4 separate regions of the Zea mays genome follow, and all the other regions are linked to region 1. A link is a contact called in public Hi-C data. All regions are on one chromosome and are shown on one strand. Each heading gives the region's core, a stretch centred on a gene start, on an enhancer-like site or on the middle of the called end of the contact. The rest is flanking DNA. Distances are from core to core; before and after follow the strand shown.

Evidence for each region. A called contact is a pair of places that touch in the nucleus more often than the background predicts.
Region 2: a contact with region 1 is called in a Hi-C map of leaf, with 5 times the contacts expected there. The contact joins the enhancer-like site here to the promoter of LOC103634632 in region 1. A contact is called at or near these places in 6 of 25 Hi-C or Micro-C datasets (ear, endosperm, leaf and 2 more).
Region 3: a contact with region 1 is called in a Hi-C map of leaf, with 5 times the contacts expected there. The contact joins the promoter of LOC107521950 here to the promoter of LOC103634632 in region 1. A contact is called at or near these places in 7 of 25 Hi-C or Micro-C datasets (bundle sheath, ear, endosperm and 4 more) and 1 of 3 datasets of contacts at active chromatin or transcription factors (leaf).
Region 4: a contact with region 1 is called in a Hi-C map of tassel, with 3 times the contacts expected there. The contact joins the promoter of LOC103634637 here to the promoter of LOC103634632 in region 1. A contact is called at or near these places in 10 of 25 Hi-C or Micro-C datasets (bundle sheath, ear, leaf and 3 more) and 1 of 3 datasets of contacts at active chromatin or transcription factors (leaf).

What each region holds. Positions count from the first base shown.
Region 1 is chr1:57,236,526-57,240,166 of Zm-B73-REFERENCE-NAM-5.0, reverse strand. LOC103634632 (Fanconi anemia group I protein homolog) reads left to right here and starts at 1,866. Exons shown (of 13, transcript XM_008657224.3): 1 at 1,866-2,708; 2 at 2,796-2,877; 3 at 2,991-3,182; 4 at 3,292-3,356; 5 at 3,482-3,641. The coding sequence starts at 1,942.
Region 2 is chr1:57,106,519-57,109,655 of Zm-B73-REFERENCE-NAM-5.0, reverse strand. It overlaps LOC103634629 (putative GTP diphosphokinase RSH1, chloroplastic), which reads right to left. Exons shown (of 24, transcript XM_008657215.3): 23 at 3,079-3,137; 24 at 2,152-2,984. The coding sequence ends at 2,892. Among protein-coding and RNA genes, the nearest start is that of LOC103634629, 50 kb to the right of the region's middle. Within about 2 kb of position 1,320, at least 9 of the 20 cell types and tissues checked have an H3K27ac peak or open chromatin away from gene starts, as enhancers often do. A contact at or near this core is called in ear and leaf, where this site is marked.
Region 3 is chr1:57,410,608-57,414,118 of Zm-B73-REFERENCE-NAM-5.0, reverse strand. LOC107521950 reads left to right here and starts at 1,418. Exons shown (of 2, transcript NM_001321718.1): 1 at 1,418-1,697; 2 at 1,840-2,339. The coding sequence starts at 1,505. The coding sequence ends at 2,192.
Region 4 is chr1:57,386,736-57,389,911 of Zm-B73-REFERENCE-NAM-5.0, reverse strand. LOC103634637 reads right to left here and starts at 1,269. Exons shown (of 6, transcript NM_001301593.1): 1 at 1,190-1,269; 2 at 1,007-1,043; 3 at 646-856; 4 at 363-524. The coding sequence starts at 1,223.

The DNA.
Region 1 (3,641 bases), core at 617-3,116:
GTAGATGTTGTCCGCAACACAACTAGGTAAACGATGCAACTAGAACTTCAAATAAACCAAAACTTCGCTCTACGATTGAAATATCCTACTGTTATATTGGGTGTAAGAATACTTTTGAACACAACCTTGAACATACGAAGCATGTTCTTCATTTTGTCTCCAAATATTATGTGTCATTACTGAAGCAAACCTTATTCTGGATGTGCTATATGATATCTATATATACTACTATGTCATGTAACCATCTATAAACTCATTAGGTGGTAGAACATGTTGCCATATTTTATATACAAATAAAACCATTTGATTTAGCTTGATAAAAACGTATAACATCAAAAACAAGCTAAACGCGCGCTGGCGCGCGCCAGTTGACTTGTAAAACTGAATCCTTATAGCGTATGCTTCACAGTTCACACTGCCGACAGCCTTAGCCGGTATGGAGCTTGGCCTCGAGTGTAGGCCCCCAGGAATGTCAGGCTAACACCAAGCCAAGCTGGGTTCGTCTTCTACATAGTCTCGTTTGCCAATATGCGATGGTATGGATTTTTTCACTGACAACGATATTTCTTGTTTGTTTTTAAGGGGATTTCTATGACGTATATTGTCCTCTATCTATATCTATACTATAATAATCTATTAACAATTTAATATGGGCCGGGCACCTGGTGCTACTTCACCATCCGTGCTACCACACCGCGCAAAAAATAGTTCAAAGTGAGCACTCAAACCCACAGCCCATTCCTCCAACCATTTGAGGGTAACCACTAGGCCACACTTACACTTACCTTAGTGTTTATAAATAAACAATAATTATATTTGAATACATATCTCATACCTATTTATCTATATTGCTATATTAAGAACTTAATGTGGGCACCTGATGCTACCACAACTTTGTGGACCCCAGCGCCCACGCAGCCAACTACTGCGTTGCTCAGCATCCAACCCTACCCACGCAGCTACCAGCCTACCACACCGCGCAAAAAAGTGCGAGCGAGCACTCGAATCCACACCCTAGCTCCGGAAATTTGGAGCTAACCACCACACGTATCTTGGTGTTTATAAATAAACAATAATTATATTTAATAAATATCTTAATACCTATTTATATGATATATAAAAATCGTAGCAAAATATGAGCAACTAGCTAATATTATATATGAGTTTTCTCGTGTAAAGGTTTTCTCATGAATTTATAATAAGGGGATAATCATTATATGTTTTATCACTTTATTCTTATTTTTATTAGATTTAAAGAAAATTTTAACCGTATATCTACCACGGGGCGTTTGGATCCTTTCATTTTAAAGGAATTGGAATTCACTCAATAAAGTAACTTATTTAGTTTGGAATTTGGCATTCCACCACTTTCCAAAGTTAAAATATAAGCTTATCTCAAATTCATAGGGTGGAGGATAAGAAATGATTTTAAACATGAGTAGAATTTGTTTCTACTCTGTAACTTACATGACACTCTTCGTTCCACTCGTCTATAGTAAAAATGTAGCACATAAATATTTAGGACATCTTGCTAATAATAGTATACAAATATATTTTGTATAAAAGTGAATTAGCTTAATTGATATATATCTAAATTATTATTATTATAATGGAATTTAATTCCAGTGATCCAAACGGGACGTCAAAGAAAAATGTGTCAAGGAGAGAAAAATATGTTGAAAAGAGTGCAGGCCCAAACCCTAGAGTAGACACAGCCACACAGGACACAAATGTTTCTAGCGTCCAAGTTCCTAACCCAGACTGGGTCAGATGCCTACCCCAAGTCCACAGTATACATGGGCCGGCCCAAATCTAGGCGAAACGACCAAGCTTGTCAAGGAAGCTCTTCTTCCTCTCGGGACTCGGTGAGCGAAGAGGGAAAACTCCACTCACTTCCCGCCCGAACATCCGAACTGCCCGCCGCCGACTTCCGCTCCGGCGATGTCGGCGACCATGGCCTCTGCCAGTCAGCCCTCCTCGCAGCAACCTCCACCTCCACCGCTCACTGCCGAAATCGTTCTCCGCCTCGCCTCGCGCGACCCCTCCACCGCGGTGCCCCTCCTCCCGGAGCTCCCGCCCGACGATCTCGCCGATATCGTTGCCTCGCTCACCGCCACCTCCCCCGCGGGCCACCTCTCCCTTCTCCCCGCGATCCTCGCTCTCTTACCCTCCCCATCCTCTGCCTCCTCCGCGTTCGCCGCTCTCCTCTCCGCGCCCAGCTGGCCCTCCTCCACGCTCCTCGCCGTCGCCACACTACTCCGCGACCTCCCGCCGGCCTACCGCACCCGCATCCCCGCCTTCCTCGGGAAGATCATCTCTCTCCTTCCAAGTGCGGATGCCCAGGACCTCCCTGCTCTCTCCTACCAGCTCCTCCTGCTCGCGTCCAAGCCGCTCTACCCGCGCGTCGTCCTCGCGGGACTCCTGCGCTTCTTCGGCGGCCGCCGCGGCGCCCGCGTTCGCGCGCCGCCGTCTATCGCGCGGCAGGTCGAGAGCACCGCGCTGATGAACGTCTCGTTCGCGGTCAAGCAGGACCCCGCGCTGGCGAGGGAGGTCCTGGCCGCCATCAAGGCTGACGCCGCGGGCGCTCTCAGTGGATTTGCGGTGGCAGTGATGCTGTTCGTGGCCAGGGTGCCGAGGTTCAACGAGGGTGCCGTGAGTGTGCTCCGGGATGCGGTCGTGGTGTCCCGCCGGGATTACCGAATGTCAAGGTGACGGATTGCTCGTTACTCTACCTATTGTGATTGCTAGTGTTTGCTTTAGAAATTTGTTCTGATCAGATGGCGGATGTCTCTCAGGCGGTGCAAGTGGTTGCCGGATTGTATGGAAGGGGAATATGCACGGGCCACTCAATGTGTCGAGAAGGGAATACTAAAATCTGTGAGGGATTCATATCTTATACTCATAATACCTGCCAAGTCAGTTGTGAACTGATCATAAACGCTGCTTAGATTCATAGTTCTTTTCGGGTGTATACGGCTTCTTATATGCAGGTCGACGAGAGCATTGTTGGCAGGGAGCATGTTGTGCCAAGCATTGTTCAGGTGGCTTTTCGCCTGTTAGAAGTCTCAGAAGGTGATCAAGGTGAGGAAGCTGGCTTAGGTGAAGGAGTAATGAGCACCGAAGAAATAGGCATTAATATGCTCAAATCATTGTTTGAGGTCCATGAAATGGCACGGACTGAGGTATGTATTGAAACAGCATGACCTTTGCCTTAACAAGTCGGAGCATATTTACAAATTGGTTTATTTGATGTGACATGGTATGTTTCATTTTTTGTCCTTTTGGGTTTAGATAATTGAACAGTGCAAGTTCCGGATTCTCTCGGCAAAGCCTCAGCAAAGTGTGCCAGTTCTCAGGTTATACTCATACTTGTACGCCATAGCAACCCTAGTTAAAATTTAGAAAGCACAAGTTATAGTCTACAGTTCAGTATGTTTACCTTTTCTTTTTGAGGAAACGTCTGACCATCTATTCATTGCAGGTTGATTGGATGCTTGATTTTGAGTCATCCATTTCCAATGCTGGAATTCATTGCACATTTAAAGGAGTTGTTGGATTATTTTTCTTTTATGAATGACAAGATATCAACTGCTTTGATCAGTTGCATCTTGCCACTCACAAAGTTCAGCCGTGATCTGAAG
Region 2 (3,137 bases), core at 71-2,570, 130 kb after region 1:
AATATCTATTGAAATTTTATTACGAAGATCTAAGCTTCGTAATTTTACTCTCATCAACCTTCGTCCAAGACCCATTATCCTCAAGGGAATAATGTTTCATGGACGAAGGACGTTGACATTTAACACTTTATGTTGCCTTGTTCTTAATTCATAGCACTTGAGAACGAGTCTCCAACAAATACACCCTCAACTGATCATTTCCAAGTGTGGGAGCCCAAGAGACATACCAAGGCATATATTAGACATTCTCAAGTGCTCTTACACCCAAGTGCTTAATAGAGTCACTCGGTGATTAGCGTAGGTGATTAGGTTAGTTAGACCGCTCTAGCGCTTGCTCTAGGTGGATCCTAGTTAGTTGAGTGAGTTTAGATAAACCACCAACCCCTCGGCTCTTACGCGAGCCATTATAATTTTACCGAGTGGGGCGAGAGTCTTGCGAGACTGTGAAAACCGCATTTGTGTCATGGCCGCCACCGTGTATCAGAGGGAACGAGGACCGCGGCATTTTTAGCCGGAAGCTCGATAGTGGAGACGGCGGGGAGCGTCCGAGAGGAGCCGAAAGCGGAGCACCACTTGCGCATGGAGAAGGCCCGCGGCTCTCTACAGAGTTACTCGACCGAGGTGCTTGGCCCTCGCTTGGGCTTCCCTTTGTGCAGGGGTACCAACGAGGATTAGTCGAGACCTTGCGTGGTTCCGGATACCTCGGTAAAAATACCGACGTCATCCACGAGAGTTTGCATCTCTATCTTGCTCTTTAAGTTTCCGCATTTATATTAAACATTTAAGTTCCAATCTTGTATTCATACTTATATAGTGTAGATTAAAACTTACCTATTGTGGTAGAGATAGCAACACTTAGACAAAACCTAGTTTGCACATTCTAGTTTGATTATTTGCACAGGTTTTGCTTTAGGGATTTATTAGTAGCCTAGTTTAGTGAAAGTTTTAAAAGTCTTAATTCACCCCCTTTTAGGCGTCACCCGTTTCCTACAGAAACAACAATGACATCTGGGCCCTATTACAGCCATTGGGCACCAAAATACTTCTTTTTGGGCTTCATCTCCTGTGCACTCCTTCTCGACTTCACAACATCGTTAGCTATCTTCTTCTATTCAGTTAACTTCTCCACTGTAGCACGTCTGGCACTGCCAGTCAACTCTTCAGCATCATCAAGTTCAGTCTGTTCTTCATGTTTACTAACAGGCGACGGTTGGACCAAAGGTGTCGACGCCTCAACAAAGCTTCTCGACCTTGTAGCTACACTTAGTGGCTGTCTTGGATGGGGCGGACGTGGCGACGGCCCAGTCAGCAAAGGTCAGGTGCTTCCAGTCGAGACGAAGCGAAACGCCGTGCAGGTTTGTGCAAGCACGACTGCACGAGGGTCTCATCGGCCGTCCAACATGGGGAAAAGTTTCTTGTTCCTACCAAGGATCGACGACCGTAGGATTCAAAAAGTTTCTACGTTTCTACGAAGGATCGACGACCGTAGGATTCTAATAAAAAATTAATCTAACAGCTGAGATAGATCCATAAAAATTGGATATTTTATAGTATAGATTAACTATAAATACATCTCAAAAATATATATTAAATGGAATTCTACACACGTTAGTCTTTTATTGGTTGAAAGCTGTACAAGAGACATGCTCTTAACAAGTCTGTCTCATGGTATTTTTTTTCACTTACCCCTTAAAGACATTCTAATTAATGGGGTTGTAGATGCCCTTATATCCTCAAACCAAACACCACCGAGTGAGATCACCCCACTCCGTCCCATCCCATCCTCTCATACAAATGCTACCTTAACCAAACACTGGCCCATCCTCTAAACTAAACGCCACCTGAAAGGGTTAATTAGAAATATACCACTCTTATTTTAAAAAGTTAGAAACCAGTCCATTTTCATGCAATTCTATGGCATCTAAATAAACTAACCATCTAATTTTGGAAAAGTAAGATGACATGTATACAATACAATTAATCCAAAAAGGGTCACCATCATCTTATTTGGAGATGTTCATGAAAGGGTCACCATCATCAGAACCAAACCTCTAATTAAGTTACCATTCATACTGCAGGAAATGGCAAGTAATCCAGAAGCGTGCATCTGCCAGTTAAGTATGCTCAAATTTTGACTCGCAAAACTGAAGCTATACAATAACATTTACATGCAGAGGTAGGAAACTAAACACAGACAAAATTTGGAATTAGCGTCCAGGTCAAAATTCTAGCTGCACATTTAAGCAAACTAGTATATGCGAACCACAAAGTGAGAAGAACCGCCCTTAACAATCTTTTACAAGGCCTTCTGTATAATCCAATCAATCCCAGCATGCACTGACTCTCCATAGTCGGCAGCTTATTCATCTCTATCTCTTATTTCAAACTACACAATGTAAACAGTGTAATTCGCAATGCAAAACAGTGTTTTACATGATCATATGTACGATTTGTTAGCCATAGCCCAACCCTACTCACTCTGCTATGTACACTCACTTTCAGAATGAACCATATATATCTAGTTCTACTTTGCTCACCCTCACTTTCTGATTTGACAGAGAAGTAAAGGATTCCACTCGCTCACCTGTCCAATCATGATCTGACCTTAGCAACCAAGTTTCTGGATCGATGAGGTTGAGGAACGGGAACGTGCTTAAAAAGGATTTTAACACTACAAGGATGAGATGGGGGACGAGATTGTTCCCACGTCTCCGGAACGGACGAACGTTTCCAAAATGAGGAATATGGACAAGCTCTATGTTCCCAGATTTTAAGGATCTGACCAACAAAATTTTGAGCCACCGATGTCTTGGTGCTTCCAACATTATCATCATCTTGGAGGAAGATAGTATTAGTGGTGAACTACTGCAGTATACGTCTCTTGATACCCATTAGCACTCAAGAGCACCCAATGGACACCAGCTACACCCCACAGACCAACCAAGAACACCAAAAATCATGTCAACACTCAAACAAGCACTGACCTGCAAGTACAGAGATTATTAGGTAGAACGTTCATGAAAAAGAACATGCTTGAAAGATAAATACTATCATCAACTATCAATTAAGCAAGCATACCACGTTCTCATAGCTTCCCTCAAAATGGAACAGCATAGCACCCATTCCCCTCCTTTTAC
Region 3 (3,511 bases), core at 169-2,668, 170 kb before region 1:
TCAGCAAGTTTTATAATTTTTTGATTTTGTTTGTGTTTTATACAATTTTAAAACAACTGGATCGCAAGTTCACAGTCATGTTTCGTTAGTATGGTGTTCGAAAATTCCGGTCTGTTCCTGAAATAGACCATAACTTGTGCTAAATAATATGAATACCATTTTTACATTCACTGTTTTCTATTTTTCGAGTGACTTGCAGTTTAAATCTGAATTATTCGAAGAAATTCAAATAAACGAACTAAATCTAACAGTTATAGCAAAGACTTTGATAATTGTGCCAAAATGAAACATGTAGGTCTATATAGTGTAGGAATATAGTATAAAAAGTTTGGTAAAAAATTAAAAATATATTTTGCCGAGTGTCAGAGAAATACACTCGGCGAATAATTAATTGACTGAGTGTCTACGAGACGACACTTGACAAAGAAGTTATTTTGTCGGGTGTCAACTCCTGACACTTAGCATAGTTAACGATCGTCAACTATAGACGACCGTTGATTGCCTTTTGCCAAGATTCACGTTTCGTCGAGAGCTTGACGTTGTCGAGTGTTTGAATCTCGGCAAAGAGGGTCTGTGTCGAGAATGACACTCGACAAAGCGCTTGACACTCAATAAAGTGTCAGATTTCGATAGTGTATAAATAGCCTAAATGACAAGCTGTAAAGATGCTTATAGCCACTGCGACTATACCGTTAAACTTGCTCTAAATGAATCTCTAAGTTTTCTTAAGAATTTTTAGAATTTTTTATTTAAGCCAAACCCTAGATAGACATTCCATCGTAGGACTGTTTGGGTCGTTGTCCAACTTGTCATAATTTATCTATTTTTTTCCTTTTTAATGTTGGTTCTTCAATTTGATGGACAAACCTTGATAGATCCATAATATGACATTACCGATCATGGTGCGTGACTGTTGAGACAAGAACGACATCAATCTCTTTTGCTTCCATTTTCTTGGCGTTGTACGGCTTGTGACCACACGCCTCTACTATAGGTTTCCAGGGCAGCACCATCCTATCATCAGCAGCTCCACGCATGACCACCCATTATCAGACTATAATCATCAGCGTGTTAATTTATGACCACCCACCCATTATATTAGTAGTACTGTACTGACTACTTGGCTCGGCAGTCATCAATGCAGCACTGCGAAACAAAAGAGATGTGTAGCTCCGTCGGCTGCCCCCGCCCGTCAAGTTGGCTGCTTACGTGCACGCCCGACGCGGACAGAGACAACAGCGTGAGGCGTTCCAACACTGCAAGCACGCGCGCGCACTGAACTGAAGCCGACCCGTGCGAGCATGCTAGCAACTTGCATTATTGGCCTCGCACACGCCGCGCGCCTATAAGTAGCAGATCAATGCAGCACAGCAGCATGAACTAACTCAGCTCAGCACAACCTGCTACGTGCAAAAGACCGAGAGAGAGACGAAGCGGAGCTGATAATATTTTTTTTAAAAAAAACAATACTAACTAGCTAGCGATCGAGCAGCGATACAGTACAATGGCGCCGAAGAGCCTGCTTGTCGTCGCCGCCCTACTCGCCGTCGTCGTCTCCGCCTGCCAGCTGCCCCGCGGTGCGACGGCGTTGGAGGCGAGCCCCAGCACCAACACCAACACCAGCCTCATCGTCTCCGGAACCGTGCCATGCGCCACCGGGAACTCCATTGACCCGGCCACGGTCCCGGCGTTCCCTAGTAAGGATAAGGACGCGCGGTCGTCATCTGAATATATACATCATTTATCATCTGTTCATAAGCAACTTTCGAGGACGTACGTGCATATATGGATCGGAGGACCTTACATATGTTTCCCCGCCATCTGGGGTCGTTGGCCCAGACGCCCTCGTGCAGCTCGTGTGCGGCGGCAAGGTCGTGGGCAGCGCGACGGCGGACAGCGCCGGTGCCTTCGTCTTCAGCCAGAGCAGCGCCAGCAGGGACCTGGTCGCCGCCGCCATGCACAACCTGTGCAGGGTGGTCGTGGTCACCCCGCTGGGCGCGTGCGACAGGTCCCTGGCCGCAGCCGCCGGGACGCTGTCGGCGCCGCTGAAGCTCGTAGGCATCACCACCGGCAGCGGCAGCGGCAGCGACCTGGGCGGCCTCGGCGGCCTCATTGGCGGGATCGTCGGTCTCATCGGGGCGATCGTCGGCGGCATCCTCAACCTCAGCACCATGCCCTTCTCCTTCGTCTGAGCTCTCGTCGTCAGGCGTGGATCGTCGGACCTACAAGGGCTGCTGCGCGCTCCACAAGCTGTGAATCTATCGACGACGCCAACGAATCATGTTTGTTATTATAAAAAATAATTAAGCATCAGTCAATACGTGTAGCGGCCGGGCTGCTTTCTTAGTCACTTTGTGTGCCACATCTCACATGTGTTACGACGTAATATAAACTGTACAATGTACCTTGTATTACATATATATATTACTTCTATACCATGCATGCAAGTATATGCATTTTGTGTCACTCCTATATTTATGCTTACACTTGTTTGGAGAACATGCCTTTAAAACCACCGTTTCACTGCATCACATGCCAGATATGTAGGTGATCAAGTTTTTTAGAGAAACGCGTGGTGCGACTGCTTGCTATATCTAGCTACTTCTCGGACCGTTCTTGTTCACGACAATTTGTTCAATGGGCACTTATATTAGTCTTCTGACTCTTACTCATATACCCTTCCTATCGGGTTCGATATTCTTCCTCTCCAATCCTATACTTCCTCTTGGGTTCGATATTCTTCCTCTAGGTTTGATAGTCGCCTAGAGGGGGGGTGAATAGGGCGAAACTGAAATTTACAAAAATAATCACAACTACAAGCCGGGGTTAGCGTTAGTAATAATAAATGAGTCCGCAAGAGAGGGCGCAAAACAAATCGCAAGCAAATAAGGAGAGTGACACGTGGATTTGTTTTACCGAGGTTCGGTTCTTGCAAACCTACTCCCCGTTGAGGAGGCCACAAAGGCCGGGTCTCTTTCAACCCTTCCCTCTCTCAAACGGTCCCTCGGACCGAGTGAGCTTTCCTTCTTCTCAATCAACCGGGAACAAAACTTCCCCGCAAGGGCCACCACACAATCGGTGCCTCTTGCCTTGGTTACAATTGAGTGTTGATCACAAGAGCAAAAGAGAAAGAAAGAATGCGATCCAAGCGCAAGAGCTCAAAAGAACACGGCAAATCTCTCTCGCTAGTCACTAAAGGCTTGAGTGGAATTGGAGAGGATTTGATCTCTTTGTATGTGTCTAGAATTGAATGCCTAGCTCTTGTAAGTGGTTAGAAGTTGGAAAACTTGGATGCAATGAATGGTGGGGTGGTTGGGGTATTTATAGCCTCAACCACCAAACTTGACCGTTGGCTGGAGGCTTCTGTTCGATGGCGCACCGGACAGTCCGGTGCACACCGGACAGTCCGGTGCCCCTGCCACGTCATCACTGCCGTTGGATTCTAGCCGTTGGAGCTTCTGACTTGTGGGCCCGCCTGGGTGTCCGGTGCACACCGGACATGTACTGTTTG
Region 4 (3,176 bases), core at 20-2,519, 150 kb before region 1:
CAGACATGCATTAACGCTTGTGGTGCGCTATAAGTCCGAGAAAATGACATCAGACCAAACACTCAATGACCGGTCAGTAGAGTAGATGCGAGCGGTTTTTTTGCTCTTAGCATTATAAGGTGTAGCCAGGTAGGCACACTCTAGAAAAAGGAGCGTATGGTGTCTCGCCACACGCCAGAGAAACAGAGACACCGAAGCAAGTTACTACCAAAAGTGCGAAACAAAATCCATACGTACGTGCAGCAGCTAGCACTGGCCGGGCGTGTTCGTGAGCCAGAAACTAGGTTTTGTTCCCTGAAGAACGGCCACAGCTAGCACAGGAAGTGAGATACTGCCTACTGGGGAGTATAGAGTATACTGACCATCGCGCCGAGCGGTGCCGCGTACATCCCGACCGTGAGCGCGGCGCACAGCAGGCCCACCGCGAACAGGCGGGCGCCGCCGTGCAGCGCCAGCAGCGCCACCGCGACGACCGCGGCAAGGAAGGCGACGTTCACGGCCACCACCACCTTGGCCATCTTCGCCTGAGGACCACAGCAAGCACTCGATCGGATCAGGACTCCGTTGCCGATCGATGCATCTTGCATGCAGTCGGTCGCCATCAGTCGACCAAGCGAGCGGGGATATGTTTACTGTAACTCGAACCTTGGTCTCCCTTGGCGCGTAGACGAGGTAGAGCGCGACGTAGGCGGCCTCGAGCGCGGCGCCGGCGCCGTTGACGGTGACGACGAGGAGGCCGCCGGGCTTGAGGAGGCCGTAGAAGGTCCAGAGGCTGGTGCTGAGCAGGGTGGTGACGTACGGCAGCCACCTGAAGTCCTCCGTGCTCCTGCTCCTCACGATGCGCCGGAACGTCGCTCTGGGCCGGGTTCCATGGAAATTAAACAAAAAGCAGAGAGCTCTGTGCCTCTCTCTCTCTCTCTCTCTCTCTCTCTCTCTCTAAAGCTGCATACTACGTACAACTGAGATATATATACTGCGTGAAAGACGAGGATGGAATGGAACTCACATCGGCGACGCGAAGACGAGGATGGAGATTACGTTCCCTGGCGTGAGGCAGAGGATCAGATCATCAAGCGGGGAACTGGTTGGTTGGCTGATGATGCCAAGATAATAACAAGGGGGGAAAAAGGGGCAAGGAGACATGCATGGATAGCCGCCTCCGGCCAGGATGAACAGAACACTGACTGACCTACGATCCCGACGAGGAAGCTCGGGTCGGCCATTCTTCCCCCGCCGCGAGGAGAGGATGGACGCAGGAGAGATTACGAGGACGCGGACACTAGGACTGGAGAGCGCTATATATAAGCGCAGGGAAAAAGGTGTTTGCATTGGCTAGTGCTGCTGTATCGTTTCTGGGAAACACGAGCGCACGCACGCCTCATCAGGCCCAGATTCTACCTATCTGTCTATCTACCTATTACACAATGGACGAACCAGAGCACACGGCCGGCCGGTCACCGGCCGCGCGGTGCGCGTGCGCGTGCGCGCTACATACAGAGCACGCGGCGAAACCCGTCTCGAACACCTTGCTTGATACCCCACTCTATATATGCTACAAAATTCCGTTGCGCGTGGTAAGCGTAGCAAACCGGGGAATCACGGCCGCGCGCTCGTTCATTGGCGACATGGGTATACGTGTCAGCACCAGCAGCTGATGGCGCACCAACCACTACTTGCTCCGGTTCAGCAGGAGCAGGTAGCAGGTAGCAGGGGGTGCGTCGTCCGAGATAGTCCGCTCTCCGCGGTGGATGGGCAGTAGAATCCAAAGACTAGTGAGGCCGCGAGTTGAACGGCGCGCGGAAGCTCACCGAAAGGCAGTGGAAGGTTTACGCTGACGTCCGGCGGGCGCGTGGGAAGTGAGGGGGACAAAAGGACATGCAGGTCCGGCCCCCATGACGAAACGTTCTAGAGCCTGACACGTCGCGGCGCTGGGGTGACGCGGATGGTCGGACGCGAGTCCGCGTGCTGCCGGCAGCGCGCATAAAGAACCAGATATATTCCGGAGATCGGGAAGAAAGCGAGATGATGTGAGCCAACATCCATCCCACGTCATTAGATGCGGAGGTGGATAAGGTATATATCTAGACGACATACAGTCGATTAGCAAAAAGCTACAACTAGGAGTTAGGACAGAAATAGTAAAGAAATTAAATTGTTTCGATTGAAATGTGTCTAGTCGTTCTTAATCGATCGCACTCATTCACATATATATATATATATATATATATATATATATATATATATATATATATATATATATATATATATATATATATATATATATATATATAGTAGGTTTAACGGAGCCCTGGGCTTTCAATAGTTAAAGGAAGCCCAGGCCGACTACTCCTACAAACTGGTTCAACCCAAGCGCCCAACCAGCCTGTCGGGTGCGTCACCTGCCCCACATCTGTTAGCGCAAAAAAAAGGAATGCATGCACGAGTCAAACACGATCCAATGCATGCGCGTAAATTTAGGAAAAAATGTGTGGCAGTTTCTATTTTTAAATGCTTTATTTCCTCCATAAATTTAGGATCGCTGCAACAGCCATGCAGCTAGACACGTAAGGACCATTTTATGATATATACTGAGACTAAATATGCTACACTGTGTAGATAATTATGCAATTTGGTATACTGCGTAAAAATCTGTTACCAGCTGCATGCGCACGAATTTATGATGAAAATAATGTGCAATGAAAGGAAATGAATTGCATGCATAGAAAAAAATCGTATTTAATGATTATTTTGCTTCATAAATATAGTATCCCTCCAACAACCATGTAGCTAAACACATTAGAACTAGTTTATGATTTATACTTATACTAATTATACTACACGGTGTAGGTATTTATGCAATTCGGTACACTGCGTAAAAAAATCTAGCATGTTGTTCACTGGTGGACGCATCTCCAGGTTGGAGCGTAAAAACCTTAAGTTTTAAACATAAAATCTCTCAATTATAAGTGTAAATACCTGGCCAATGTGAGAGGTTGATAGCTCTGGTAGGTTGTTATTACGATCCTATTTTTATGGCAGATTCGAAAAATATGGCAGCTGCATGAATGCAGTTTATATTTTTATACAGATCCTAAAATTATGGCAAAATGCATGCATGAGTCAAACATGTTCCCTTGCATGCGCGTAAATTTTGGAAAGATATGTGTGGCGGTTTC